4 separate regions of the Sus scrofa genome follow, and all the other regions are linked to region 1. The links are chromatin contacts, called in public Hi-C and promoter capture Hi-C maps. All regions are on one chromosome and are shown on one strand. The core of a region is the stretch at or near the end of the contact, and the rest is flanking DNA. Distances in the headings are between cores, read along the strand shown. Region 1 holds the start of TMEM131 (transmembrane protein 131). Region 2 holds the start of SEMA4C (semaphorin-4C). Region 3 holds the start of COX5B (mitochondrial cytochrome c oxidase subunit Vb). Region 4 holds the start of ANKRD23 (ankyrin repeat domain 23).

Region 1 (2,857 bases), core at 277-2,776:
GCTCCCAATGGAGGTTCAGGGGAGGTTCAGGTATGGTGGGCTCTAATTACGACACAGCTATTGGGGGTGGGAGGCTTGAAGAACAAGAATACAAATGCTTACAAATACACAATTAGATGCAAGGCCTTGGAAGAAACTTGTGCCAGAGAGGGGCCTTAAAGTAAGCTTCATTAGCTTCATGGGAAATCTGCCTTCCATCAAACATGTCTGTATATGTCTAAGCTCCAATTATAGATATAAACTCAGTTCTCATGGGGCTCTAGAGCCTCAGGCTAATCAAAGGACATGGTTAATTCCTGTGTAAGAGAACCTGAGCATTTCATGGTTGGAGAGGTTTGTCTGCCCTGAACCTGGCAATGGGGGAAGGACTGCTGACTCCCAGTGCTGCACACTGGAGGTAAGCTTGGACCCAGCTAAGGCATTCAGTGACTTATTCTTGGGCTTGATTTCTTCAGTGAGTTAAAAAGCTTTCCAGAAATCTCTTGCCTTAGGCCTACAAACATGGAAAACCGAACTTAGATATATTAATTATCCCTATTTAATTACCTCAAGAACAGCATTTGATTATTCAATTTTGACACTAATCATCAGAAAAATATAATGGCTTTTCAAAATCAGGGTAAGGCTATTAAAATATACAAATTTATTAAGTAAAATAAAGTGCTCCTGACAAAGAAGACTACTGCATAGGATAGTACTTTGGGTTTAAGTCTTCCTGAAATTTTATTTTCCCACGTAGCTTGGTCCGAGACTTATTAGGGGTGGACTTGGCCTTAAAAATACAACGATTCACTCAACAAATTCTGCGAAGTGTTTAAGGAGGTGGCTCAGGAGTTAGGGGAAGTTACTAAAATAGTTACTAAGTTAGGAGTTAGGGGAAGTTACTGATTAAAGAGGGACCACGTAGAGAATAGCCACGCCCACCAAGAACCTCGACCTAAAATGGAAAGGGCATCTAGGAGGCATGAGGTGACTTCCTGAAGGAGACTAAAAGAGGTGGCCTTTGAGTTGGGCTTTTTATGTTAATAAAATGTCTTAAGAATACTTCCAAGCCGGAGAAAGCCAGCATAGCCACTAGACGTATTTCTTAAGTACAATCTGCCTTCCACGGTCACTGCTGCACCCCCATCACACACAAAGCAAAGAGTTTTTCCCGTATCAAAGTTGGCACAATCCAAGGTAAGGAGGATTACATTAAGCGTTCCTCGGTGCTGTGTCTATAAGGAAACAAAGACGAATAGAGCAGGTCCCTGTCCCCAAGACAGCACCATCAGGCACTGAATCAGGCCTGGGGTATTCTCGAAGCGACTGGGAGGCGGAGGTGCGGCCAGGAGTAGTCACTGGATAGGATTTTCCGCGCTGGACCACGAGGTCCGGATGCGCACTCATTCCCCTGGAAGGCTCTCGCACTGCAGTACCGGAGATGCAGGGGTTTGTTCCGACCTCGGAGCAGCTGCCCAACCTCCCCAAGCGCCCCGCAGCCCCGCCCCCGCGCCAGGGCGGCTGCGCGGCCAGGCCTCCCCGTCCCCACGTGATCTTCGTCACTGGCACTGCGAAGCATGAGCCGCCATCACAAGTCCTGGCGGCTGGGCCCTGGCCTGCCTCGCTCATTCTCCTCCTCCTCGGCGGGGTAGCGGTGACGGGTTGGGGTTGTGCTTCCAGTGTCCCGTCTGGCCGCTGAAGCCGCGGGCCTCCAAGAGCGCGAAGGGGAGGTCGGACCCGCGGACTCCCGAGCGGATAGACCTGCTTGCTGTCCAGGTGACGGCACGGCGGGGGCGGTGCCCGGGGCCGCGCCCCGCCCCTCGCAGGCCAGCGCCCAGAGCCCGCGGCCCTTGCCCGTTTCCAGTATGGCCGCCCGCCGCGCTTGACCCGCGGCCTCTCCGCTTCGACTCTTCGTAGGCGATGCCGAGGCCGAGGCCGTGACTGACACTCTCGCTCGCACGCACGCACGGACCAGACCCACGCCCGGAGCCCGAGCCCTGGGCCCGGAACTGCTCTCGCTCCCGGCTCCACGGCCAGAACCCGGACCACGGCTCCCGCGCCGCCGCCTCGCCGAGAAGGACCGCGCCGCACCTCGAGCGCGGCGGCCCCCGGCCGGCAGGGATGGGGAAGCGGGCGGGAGGAGGAGCAGCAGGAGCCGCCGCCGTCTCCACGTCTGCCGGGGCTGGTCTGGAGCCCGCGGCCGGCCGCGGCGGGGGCCCCCGGAGTGCGGCCGCTGGCCTCCTGGGAGCACTACACCTGGTGATGACTCTCGTCGTGGCCGCGGCGCGGGCCGAGAAGGAAGGTGGGTGTCAGCCGGCCGGCATCTCCTAGTCCCGGCCCCGCGGCTGTCACCGCGCCCTCGCGGAGGCCGCTGCCGGGCTGCGACCGGGGAGGAAGGGCCGCGGCTCCGGTCTGCGTCCGGCGCGAAGTTGCTCGGTCGAGTCCTGTCCCGAGCCGGGAACTTGGAGTTCGGGTGCCAACTCGCGGCGTTGGCCGCACAGAGTTGCTCTCATTCTCCGTGATTCCTTCCCCTTGTCTTTCCTTTGGTCTCCTGTCACTGCCATTTCAAAACTTCCCCGGTTCTCGTTATTCTTGCCTCTTGGTCCACTATGTAGGAGGGGCGTATTTTTAGACTTGATTGCTGTTAATAGGAGAATTTTAGGACTTTTTTTTTCTTTTCTTTTTTTGGTTGCAGCTTTAATAACGGCGTGGGAAGAGAGCTCACTTTAAAATGCAGTAAAAAATAGCGAGACTAGTGGAGAGACTTAAAACAGCTTACCAAATTTTACTTTGGAATTGTTAAAACAATTCTTGGGGAGGAATCCTGTTCTTTAGCTTCCCCGTCCAGTATCGCTTTGCAGTGTTGATTGTTTAG
Region 2 (3,135 bases), core at 613-3,112, 470 kb after region 1:
CCACGGCATATGGAGGTTCCCAGGCTAGGGGTCTAATTGGAGCTGTAGCCACTGGCCCACGCCACAGCACATCCGAGCTGTGTCTGTGACCTACACCACAGCTCACAGCAATGCCAGATCCCTTAACCCACTGAGCAGGCTAGGATCGAACCCACAACCTCATGGTTCCTAGTCAGATTTGTTTCTGGTGCGCCATGATGGGAACTCCAGTAATTTTTTTTTCCCCTTAATTTAAGGCCCATAAGTCCTCATTTTTGACAGTTGTGCTTTTATATAAAAGTATGAATCACGGAGTTCCCTTCGTGGCTCAGTGGTTAATGAATCCGACTAGGAACCATGAGGTTGCAGGTTCCATCCCTGCCCTTGCTCAGTGGGTTAAGGATCCAGCATTGCTGTGAGCTGTGGTGTAGGTTGCAGACGCGGCTCAGATCCTGCGTTGCTGTGGCTCTGGCATAGGCCAGTGGCTACATCTCCGATTTGACCTCTAGCCTGGGAATCTCCATATGCCACGGGAGCAGCCCTAGAAAAGGCAAAAAGACAAAAAAAAAAAAAAAAAAAGTATGAATAATGAGCAAGTAGACATGCAGGAAACTATATACCCTGCTCACCCACCCATGGAAAAGGCCTGTGCTGGAAAGGAACAGAATACAGCAGGAAATGAGCGAAGGTAGAGAAGGAGAGCTCAGGAACTGCAGCCTCATTTTTGAGGAGCGTTTGGGAGGGAAGGGCTCTGGAGTCTGTTAGCAGGAAGGGAGAAGTCTGCCTTGAGGTATAAGAGATGGTCCCTGCCAGTGAAACCAAACCACCTCCTGAGACTTTCCACTGGGGCCGTCTTGCAAGTGGGGCCAGGAGCTCAGGTCTCAGCCTGGTAACCCTCATCCCTAGGGGTGGGTGGGGGTGAAACTGAGGCAAAATAGCAGGGAGAGGAGGGTTTGGTGCCTAAAAGTTGTCAGAATGACTGATCAATTTATCAGAAAGACAGAATCAGGAATCCCAAGGCCTGATTTAATATTCCGACCTTGGTAATTATCTGTGTGACTTTGGACAGGTTGCTTAACCTTTCTGAGACTCATTTTATCTATAAAATGAGAGAAACAATACCTACTTTATAAAGGGTGTTGATGAGGGTAAAATGTTGCTGACTCTAAAGCACAGAACAAATGTGCTTTACTGCCGCTTAGATAGACAGGGTCTAACTTGGACCACAAGTGGAGTATGTGTGTGTTTGTGTCACCCATCTTCTCCCTCCCTGCCACCCACCCCATGCTAATTAACTGGCTTGTCCCCTATCTCCAGCATCTCCAAGGCCACCAGCTGTTTTTCTGGTGGAGAGGAACTGGGAAATGTGGCTTTGGCCAGCACGGGAGAAGGGATCTTTATGTATACTAGCAAAGACCCAATTGTTACTGAATCCAAACTGGGCTGCTTTCCCCAATTATCTCCACTGGTCTTCTGGCCTCCACTTTTCAGATGCCAAGTTTTAACCCAGAACAAAAGCCCCTGTCCAGGACTGATTTATAATCCAAATCTGCTGACGGGGCCCTAAAGTGTCCCTCCCCTACAGGACTGCACAGGGCTTAATGTTACCAGGAAGCTTTTCTGCCTCCAGTCTCTTCACTTCTGCCCTTTGGCCCTAGACAGGAGGTGGCATCTGTCTTTGGGTCCCCATGAGGTGGCCTCCCTGGGGTTCCTCTGTCCACTTGTCCAGCTTGGAGGACCAGCTGGCAAAGACACCCTAGCACCACCCAGGAGACCAGAGCTACAAGTTACTTCTAGGAGCGGCTGTGGGCGGAGGCTGGCGGTTCTGAGAGTGGTAGTTCTCCAGCTGGCTCCCCTCAACCCCTTTCATCTGAACATCAGGGTTCATGTCACTTGTTATTCAGCCTTCCAGTGGCACCAGAGGAGTCATTTCCTGAGGGTAGGCTCTGTGCAACAGGAGCCGGGGTTTATCCTTGCCGGAGTCAGGCAAGGGGCGCTGAGTGGGACCCTTTGCCTGGAGCGTGAGAAACAACAGGCAGAAGCTCGAGGGAGGCTCGGGGGTCTTCCTGGCTGGTGAGGCCCGATCCAGTCTGATCCCAGGGGTCAGGCGTCAAGCCAAGAAACGATGCAGAATTGGGGGTCCAAATAAGACCACTCTGGGCCGCCCCGAAGAGAAGCCTCGGATACACGCCTCGAGGTGGCTCGCCTGCCTTCGTTCCTGTAACCATAGCGTAGGGAGCGCCTTAGCCCCATTCCCGATCCAGGTCGCCCAGCCCGAGCGGTTGGCCTTAGGGGACACTTCGGAAAGACCGGGTAAGTCCGATTCCCCTTGCCAGGGCCCGGAGTCCCTCCTCTGTCCCACCTCCCCGCGCGGTGGCGCAGATCATGACTACAAGGCGCTGGGCCGCAGGGCACCGGGAGGGGCGGGGGTCCGAGCCACCGGACGGGGAGCGGCGAGGCGTGCGGGTCGCGGCGGGTCACAGCCCCCCTCGGGGCGGGCCTTCGCGTCCCGCCCCCGGCCTCCGCCGACCCCCCCCACCCTGTTTGACGTCAGGGGGAGGGGACGGAGAGCGGCGGCAGCCGGGGAGAAAGAGCCGGCGCCCGCCGCGGTGGCGCGGGGAGCCCGAGCCCAGGGGCGCCGAGCCGAGCCGGGCCGAGGGGCGGTGGCAGCCGGGCAGCGGAGCAGGGCGGGCGGGCGCGCGCGGGCGGGCGGCGGCGCGCGGGCAGGGGCGGACCGTGGTCGGAGCCGAACGCGAGGGCGGCGCCCAGGGATTCCAGCCGCGAAGAAGAGGTGAGTGAGGCCGGGGTTGCCCGGGGCCGGGGCTAAGGGGCTCCGGCCCGCTGCTTTGTCCGCCGACTCGGGAGGGGGCGGCCTGCACGCGCGAGGGACAGGGTCTGGGGGCGCAGGGAGGGGCGGCGGCAGGGACAACTGTCCGCCCGAGTGCCTTCTTACGCCCCCCGCGGGCTGCCTCGCGGGGGCTCGTAAGCGGGGCAAGCTATTCCCTTCGCTACAGGGTCCGGAAGCGCGGACTGGTCATGGGGAGCGGGGGTCCCCCGTGCTGTCCGGTCCGAGGCCGGGATCTTCTCCAGGTCCCCGAACTGCCCCCGGCTTTGCCACCTCCGACGGAAAGTTTGGGGCGGGCTTGGACGGAGGCC
Region 3 (3,306 bases), core at 516-3,015, 350 kb after region 1:
TTGCCAGCGCATCTTGAGTGTGTTAGTGCAGGGGCTCAGTGGGCCAGCTGGTGCGACACCAGCTTATAATGGGTTCCACAGCTGGGGCATCGCTGGGTCTCGCCTTTGTGCACCCAGAACCAGATGACAGTACTGTTGTCTTCTTCACCTGAAAGAACATAGGTGGTTGAAAGCTATCCAGCCTAGAAGAGGGGACTTTCAACATTAATCTCTTCTCTTCAGACACCTCTGAGACACAAAATTATGGCTGACACTGCCTAACAGGGTGTCTAGCAAAGGAGAAATACAATAAACACTTTCTAGATGAATACTCCTTCCTCATACTGCCTTTCCAATAAGGCAGTATTTTTTTCTTTTTTGCTATTTTTTTTTTTTTTATTAGGGCTGCACCTAATAAAAACAGCATATAGAAGTTCCCAGGCCAGGGGTCAAATCAGAGCTGCAGCTGCTGGCCTATGCCACAGCCCCAACACCAGATCCTTAACCCACTGAGCGAGGCCAGGGATCAAACCCACATCCTCATGGATATTAGTGTCTTGTTCATAACCCACTAAGCCGCAACAAGAACTCTCAATGAACCAATATTATTTATGTTCCAGGCCTCTCTCCCGTAAGGATCACCTACTCAAGCAGAGGGGTATGAGAGGGCCAAGACCCTTATAACAACTTATTTATACACACACAAAGCACAAGATATGAAAGAGCTTACAGACCTGTATAGTGGGCTATATTAAATGGGTAAGAAAATAGTGTTGAGGTACTTACAGATGCAGCCCACTATCCGCTTGTTGGTGATGGAGGGGACTAAATTAGGGTCTTCCTTGGTACCTGAGGCTGCCTTTGGGGCAAGTATATTGTATGGGTCCTGAAAAGACAAAATAAGAATCCATTATGCCAAATGACTCCTACCTTCTAGGGGTTAGCGGTATTGTTCCCACATGCCAGGTTTCCAGGATCAGTGAGGCCCAGAGAGGAGACTACTCTGATCCCATCCAAAACCATAAACTCCTAAGAAGACATATAAAGTTTCTCCTCACCAGTCCCTTGCGGGCGGCCATCATGACCTCCCTCTCCAGCCCAGTCGCCTGCTCCTCATCAGTAGGAACACCACCTGAAGAAAATATGGTAATTACCATGTCGTCTGAAATGATCACGATGGAAAATGCACATACGCAAACTGCTGCATATAGTTTTAGTGGGCTTATTGTCCCCTAAAGACCGGAGTCATGATACCCGAAAGTGGCAACATGGGGTGATCTTCACTTCCTTCGGCCACGGAGGCCGTTTTTCGACACATTTTTTTCCTAAAAGCAGGTTAATCAGAGTCCTAGTGGAATACATCCAACTTGAGATACGCGCGGGTCTAAGGAGGGGCTTAGCCCCACCCCCCATGTCCTGGCTGCAATCCCTGCCCATCAAGGTCATCTAGCATTTCAGTTAAGGATTCTTTGGCAGCGGGGTCAGTCTGGTGGTCGGCAGCAACGGCGGCCCAGGGTAACAGGGAGACGCCTGTGGAGCCTGAGGCCTTCGGGGCCAAGGGGCAGCCACTGCGGCCGCGAGGTACTGAAGGCTGTCCCCCGCCCCGCTGCCCCCACCACCCCGAGAGAGCAATGGCACGGGTCCCTGGCGCGCCGGGGGGGCCTAGTACCTCCAGATGCCATAGACCGCACAACGGCGACTCCATTGGGACCTCGGGCCCTCAAGGTCTGCGCGGCTAGCGCTCCAGCTCCACGGAGTAACCTTGAAGCCATCACGCCCGCTACAAATACCAGCACTTCCGGTAACAGGCTCCTGAGGTGCAGGGACTTCCGGGGGAGGGCTGCTTTCTGCGCAGAGTCCGCCTTCCGCTTCCTCCGGCCCCTAGACCGCCCCCCTCACGTGACTCCTCGGGGCGGCGGGGGGGGCGTTGGGGCAAGGCCTGCGCTTGCGCACCTGTGCCTCACTGCCCCGCCTTGCAGCCCCGAGGGCATGGAGGCGGTCACGGTTTCAATTGCAGGCTTCTGGGGGCTTTGCCCTTTAGTAACGCTCGGATTTGGTGCAACTCGTTTTACTTCCGTGGGACTCAGTGCCCCGCAGGTCAATGGAAAACCACGCTGGAGCCGATAGTTGTGCCGAGTAAACGTGGAGCCTGCTGACGGAAAACATTAAGCCTGCGTCGCTCAAGATACTTGCTGGATCCCAAAAGGTCCAAATTTAGGAGTAGGCTAGTTGTGGTGCTGGTTCACCTGGCCGTTTGTGAGCCACTGCGAACTTGTAACCCAGCCTAGGAGAACTTGAGCAGGAGCTCCCCGCAGTCCTAACGTCAGCTTCTTGTTACGGTGGTTTTGAGGTGATGAGGTTCAGGCCTGAGGCGAGGCTGGGGTGGCAGGGGAAGGGACGGTCAAATTGTGGGCCCTTCCTGGGAGCCAGGCCCTTGATGATATGGGGTAAGGTAAAGGGGTGGTTGCATTGGGAGGCTGTTAATTAAGAAGTTAAGGGAGGGAAGCAGGAAGCGGAGTTGGTGACGGGAAATGGAGCTCCAGCTCCAGAACGTACTGGGGCGAGTTCTCTTGTTTAAAACTGAAAACTTTTTGGCCTGTTTTTTGGTTTTGGCCCGGGTCTACAGCATGTGGAAGTTCCCCGGCCAGGGATGGAACCCATGCCAAAGGAGCGACCCAGGCTGCTGCAGTAGTACTGCTCGGTCCTTAACCTGCTGCACCACAAGAGAACTCCTAAAAGCTGAAAATGTCTTCTGTAGCCGCCCCCATTGCCCCGCAAGCTGAGGTGTGCAAGTTTCTGTAAACGCTGCCTTGTATGGATGGGCTCCTAGGAACTAGTTCCTGCTGTCGGTGTAGCCCTGTTACAGACTGGCTGCATGCAGCATCTTTTTCCCTATTGGGTAGAAAATTCTTTCACAACAGAAATTTTGCTCTATTCATCTTTGGATTCTCTGCCTTGCAGAGGTCTGACATATGGGATCAAGTAAGTTTTAGTAAGTTTAATTCTTGGTGAGAATATACAGAATCAGTATTGAGGGCCTCTCCTGGCCCATTGAGGTAAATTTGAGGTAAATTGGGAAGGGTTGAAATCCCAGGTATTCCCACTCGTACTGTGCAGGTTATATTTTCCAAAGGATCTGGTGGAGCATTCCTTCACATGAGCACAGCTGGTCTTTGTGGCTGCCCCTCCATCAAGAAGAAAATCATCTGTAAAGCCAAAGATGGTTTTGTTTTTTTTCCCTGGTCTTGTGGAAGTTCCCAGGCCAGGGATCTGGTGGCCTATGCTACAGCTGTAGCAATGCCAGGTCCTTAACCTGCTGTGTCACAA
Region 4 (3,091 bases), core at 139-2,638, 500 kb after region 1:
CACCACAGCTTGTGGCAATGCTGGATCTTTAACCTACTGAGTGAGGCCAGGGATCGAACCCACATCTTCATAGATACTAGTTGGGTTCATAACTTGCTGAGCCACAATGGGAACTCCAATTTTTTTTTTCTTGATAAGTAATAGCAGTAGTAAGTTAATACAGTGAGCTCCATGTGAATACCAATAGTTTCTGCTGAGAATTTCAGGTGCAGTCTGCTGGAGCCCTCGCCCTCAGACGTTGTTGGAGGGGTGTCTTAGAGTTGGTGGCCAGTGGTGGGGGCCAAAGCTGAAGTCCTGCCTTCTCCTGTCTATATCCCCTCACTCTCCTCCAGGTAATTCTCCCTCGTCACGACCACAAGTCACCTTCGAAAGAAAGGTGGACGATAAGCTTGGGCTCCTCATGTCTCAAAACTTGGAAGCACTGAGAAGCCAGCTGGGGGTGGGGCCTCGGTCTGCCTGTGACCTGCAGTTCTCCTGCTCGGCCTGGATGCCTGCTCGTGTTTCTCCAATTCTGGAGTCTTACTCACTAGCTATCAGATTTCCTTGAAACGTCAAGGCAGAGGTCAAGGCGCAGCCAAGGGGAGGCATACTTGGTGTCCCGGGAAAATTAGGAAGTTTGACCTTGGCAGCTGGAGAGGGACTGCTCTGCGACTGGATTAATGGTTCATGTTCATAGTTGGACCTGGGGCGGATCTGAGCCTCACCTTCCTGGGGAGGGTCGTGCTGTGCCTGGCAGGTGTCCGTGGGGACCTGCATGTGGGCCATCAAAGGCTCTTCAGGAGGCACAAGATGCTGATAACAGGCCAAGCTTGGCTCTGGGTGGTGGCCTAGCTTAATGCTAAGGCCTTCAGAGTGGTGGGGGACAAACCCACCAGGAGCAGCTGGGAGTGATCTGGGAACTGGCCAGGTGAGAAACAGCTCGATTTCTTCAAGTAGGTGCCAGCTGAGGCAGATGTCAGCCTCCTGGGCCTGTGGTTTGGAGGTCTTCTTTAAGGATTCTGGTCCTTCTGCTAGGGCAGTCATGCTGGATCTTCCAAGGTCTCCACAGACAGACCTCATACTTGACCGTGTTTTCAAGTGGGAGCTATTTCCCCTGAGCCTAGGCTGGTGGCCCAGCACCCAGGATGTATGTTATTGGTTGAATTGCTTCTGAGTAGGTGCCTGGGGGCAGGTGGCACCGGTGCAGGATGGCAGGTATCTGAGGATGCAACTGACTCAGCTCAAAACAGCTTTCTCCTGCCTACAGCAGGCTGCATGCCCGCACTGGTATTTCGGTGGTGTTACAGAGCCACTGAGTTATCTGGCCAGGGCACAAGCCTCTGCCCTTCCCCCGGAGATAGCTCTCTATAAAAGGGCTGAGCCTCTCAGCTTCTCTCACTGGGAGCATGGAGAGCGGGGGGACCATGGACTTGATCAGCATCCAGCAGTTGGTAAGGCCACAGGGCAGTGGTCTGGGTGCCCTGGACTGTCTCAGCAGAATGAGGAGCTCAGGCAGTTTCTTTCTTTAGCCTGTAGAGTGGGTTTTAGGAGTCAAGACCTGGTCTGTCTGCCGAGTCCTCATGTGAGGTGGTGAGGGGCTAGGGAGCAAGAGAGGGAAACAGTGAGAAAGATGCTGCGTCATGGTGGGCAAGGAAATCCTTGAGTTTAGTGGGTTTTGCCCTGGGCTGTGATGGCCAAAGAGGAACACAAAGTGGCAGGTCACCCTAGAAGACACACGTGTGGCTGGGGTGTTTAGCTCAATTGCACTGATGGTCCAGAGGGTCTGGCTGCCTTGGCTGGGGGCAGGGAGAAGGGTGCCCTGGGCAGGGAAACAGGAATAGCAGTGGCACTTTGGGATGTCTGCTGTGGGGAGGTGGGGTGTGGAGGGTGGTGAGGCTGATGGCCACAGCCAGGGCAGCCTCAGCAGCCTCTTGCTGGGAGGTGGGCTGCAGGGCCTGAGTGGTTTCATGTTGCCTGGGTTTGCTTTTCAAAGCCCAAGGCTCTGCCATCCTGTCATTCCAACTTTTTCTCTCCCCTCAACACGCTTATTCCTCAATGCTCCCCAGCTCCTGAGTCCCGGGGCTGGGGGCCGGGAAGGAAAAGACAGGAAGAATGTATAGCAGGTTCTGCCCTAGGCACTAGTCCCTGGACGTCACAGCTCCAAGGGGTAAATGCTGGCTTCACCCCATTTTACTGTGAAGAAACAGAGCTTCATGAGGAGTCAAGATTTGAACCCAGGAATCTTACCCAGAAGGCATCTCCTCTGTCCCTCTGGGCTTGGGGTCAGGTGGCAGTGTGGCGTGATCTGGTAGGAATGTAAGGACAACAACTCAGGAGGGCAGCCATGTCAACCACCCGGGCTCACCTGGACACAGCCCAACAGTATAAATAGATGCAGTGTCAGGCCCCCTGCTGCTAGTTTCTGTGACAGTATAGGGCAGGCCGCAGGCGACACCGCAGGCCATGAGCCAGTGATAGCCATGGGTGTCAGGAGCAGCCCGTGTTTAGACTGCCCATGAGCTTTGACAGGGGTCAGGCCAGCTCTCAAATCACTCCGGGCAGGGACACCCCCCCACCCGCCCCGTACAACACAGCCATGTTTTCTAACGCCTTCTCTTAATTTTTCTGATCCTTTATCCTTGTCCTGTCCTGTAGGTAAGTGGAGAGAGAGGTGAAAGGAAAGAACTGGGACGTGGACATAGAGTTCCTGATCCTGGAGGTGGGCTTGCACCTGGAGGCTGGGGCCCCAGGAGGCTGAGGCCCAGGAGAGGCGGAAACTGGAGGAAGAGAAGAGGAGCAGAGTGAGTGACCGGGTAGCTGGCCATGAGCAGGGCCCCACAGCTTGAGTGCTGCACTTCTTTTGTGGGCAGGGAGGATGGGGTTAGAACAGCTGGAGGCTGCCCCAGGGCTCCCGCGGCCAGCAGCTAATGGCTGGCATGGCCCTGTTTCCACCCCCTTTCTGCTCCAGCTTGAAAGATTTAACAGTTCCAGAATTAACTTGGAGAACCTGGCTGACTTGGAAAAGTTGGTTCAAAGACGGAGAGAAAAGCGACTAAAACGCAGAGTCCCCCCCAGGGCACCTGAGCCTGAGGTCAAGGTGAGAGAGAAGGTG

The links. Promoter capture Hi-C pulls out the DNA fragments that hold promoters and counts their contacts. Hi-C and Micro-C count contacts between places; a contact is called where the count stands out from the background.
Region 2: a contact with region 1 is called in a Hi-C map of heart right ventricle, with 4 times the contacts expected there. The contact joins the promoter of SEMA4C here to the promoter of TMEM131 in region 1. A contact is called at or near these places in 1 of 5 promoter capture datasets (fetal liver) and 3 of 47 Hi-C or Micro-C datasets (embryonic fibroblasts, fetal liver and heart right ventricle).
Region 3: a contact with region 1 is called in a Hi-C map of embryonic fibroblasts, with 1.8 times the contacts expected there. The contact joins the promoter of COX5B here to the promoter of TMEM131 in region 1. A contact is called at or near these places in 2 of 5 promoter capture datasets (fetal liver and liver) and 1 of 47 Hi-C or Micro-C datasets (embryonic fibroblasts).
Region 4: a contact with region 1 is called in a promoter capture Hi-C map of fetal liver, with 2.3 times the contacts expected there. The contact joins the promoter of ANKRD23 here to the promoter of TMEM131 in region 1. A contact is called at or near these places in 1 of 5 promoter capture datasets (fetal liver), 1 of 47 Hi-C or Micro-C datasets (embryonic fibroblasts) and 1 of 2 datasets of contacts at active chromatin or transcription factors (skeletal muscle).

Annotation. Positions count from the first base shown.
Region 1 is chr3:56,275,604-56,278,460 of Sscrofa11.1, forward strand. It overlaps TMEM131 (transmembrane protein 131), which reads left to right and starts at 1,527. Exons shown (of 41, transcript XM_021087250.1): 1 at 1,527-2,284. The coding sequence starts at 2,104.
Region 2 is chr3:56,748,883-56,752,017 of Sscrofa11.1, forward strand. SEMA4C (semaphorin-4C) reads left to right here and starts at 1,863. Exons shown (of 15, transcript XM_021087262.1): 1 at 1,863-2,292.
Region 3 is chr3:56,630,342-56,633,647 of Sscrofa11.1, forward strand. COX5B (mitochondrial cytochrome c oxidase subunit Vb) reads right to left here and starts at 1,766. Exons shown (of 4, transcript NM_001007517.1): 1 at 1,649-1,766; 2 at 1,038-1,111; 3 at 766-865; 4 at 1-148. The coding sequence starts at 1,751. The coding sequence ends at 36.
Region 4 is chr3:56,775,436-56,778,526 of Sscrofa11.1, forward strand. ANKRD23 (ankyrin repeat domain 23) reads left to right here and starts at 1,389. Exons shown (of 10, transcript NM_001315720.1): 1 at 1,389-1,430; 2 at 2,635-2,703; 3 at 2,706-2,780; 4 at 2,948-3,076. The coding sequence starts at 1,404.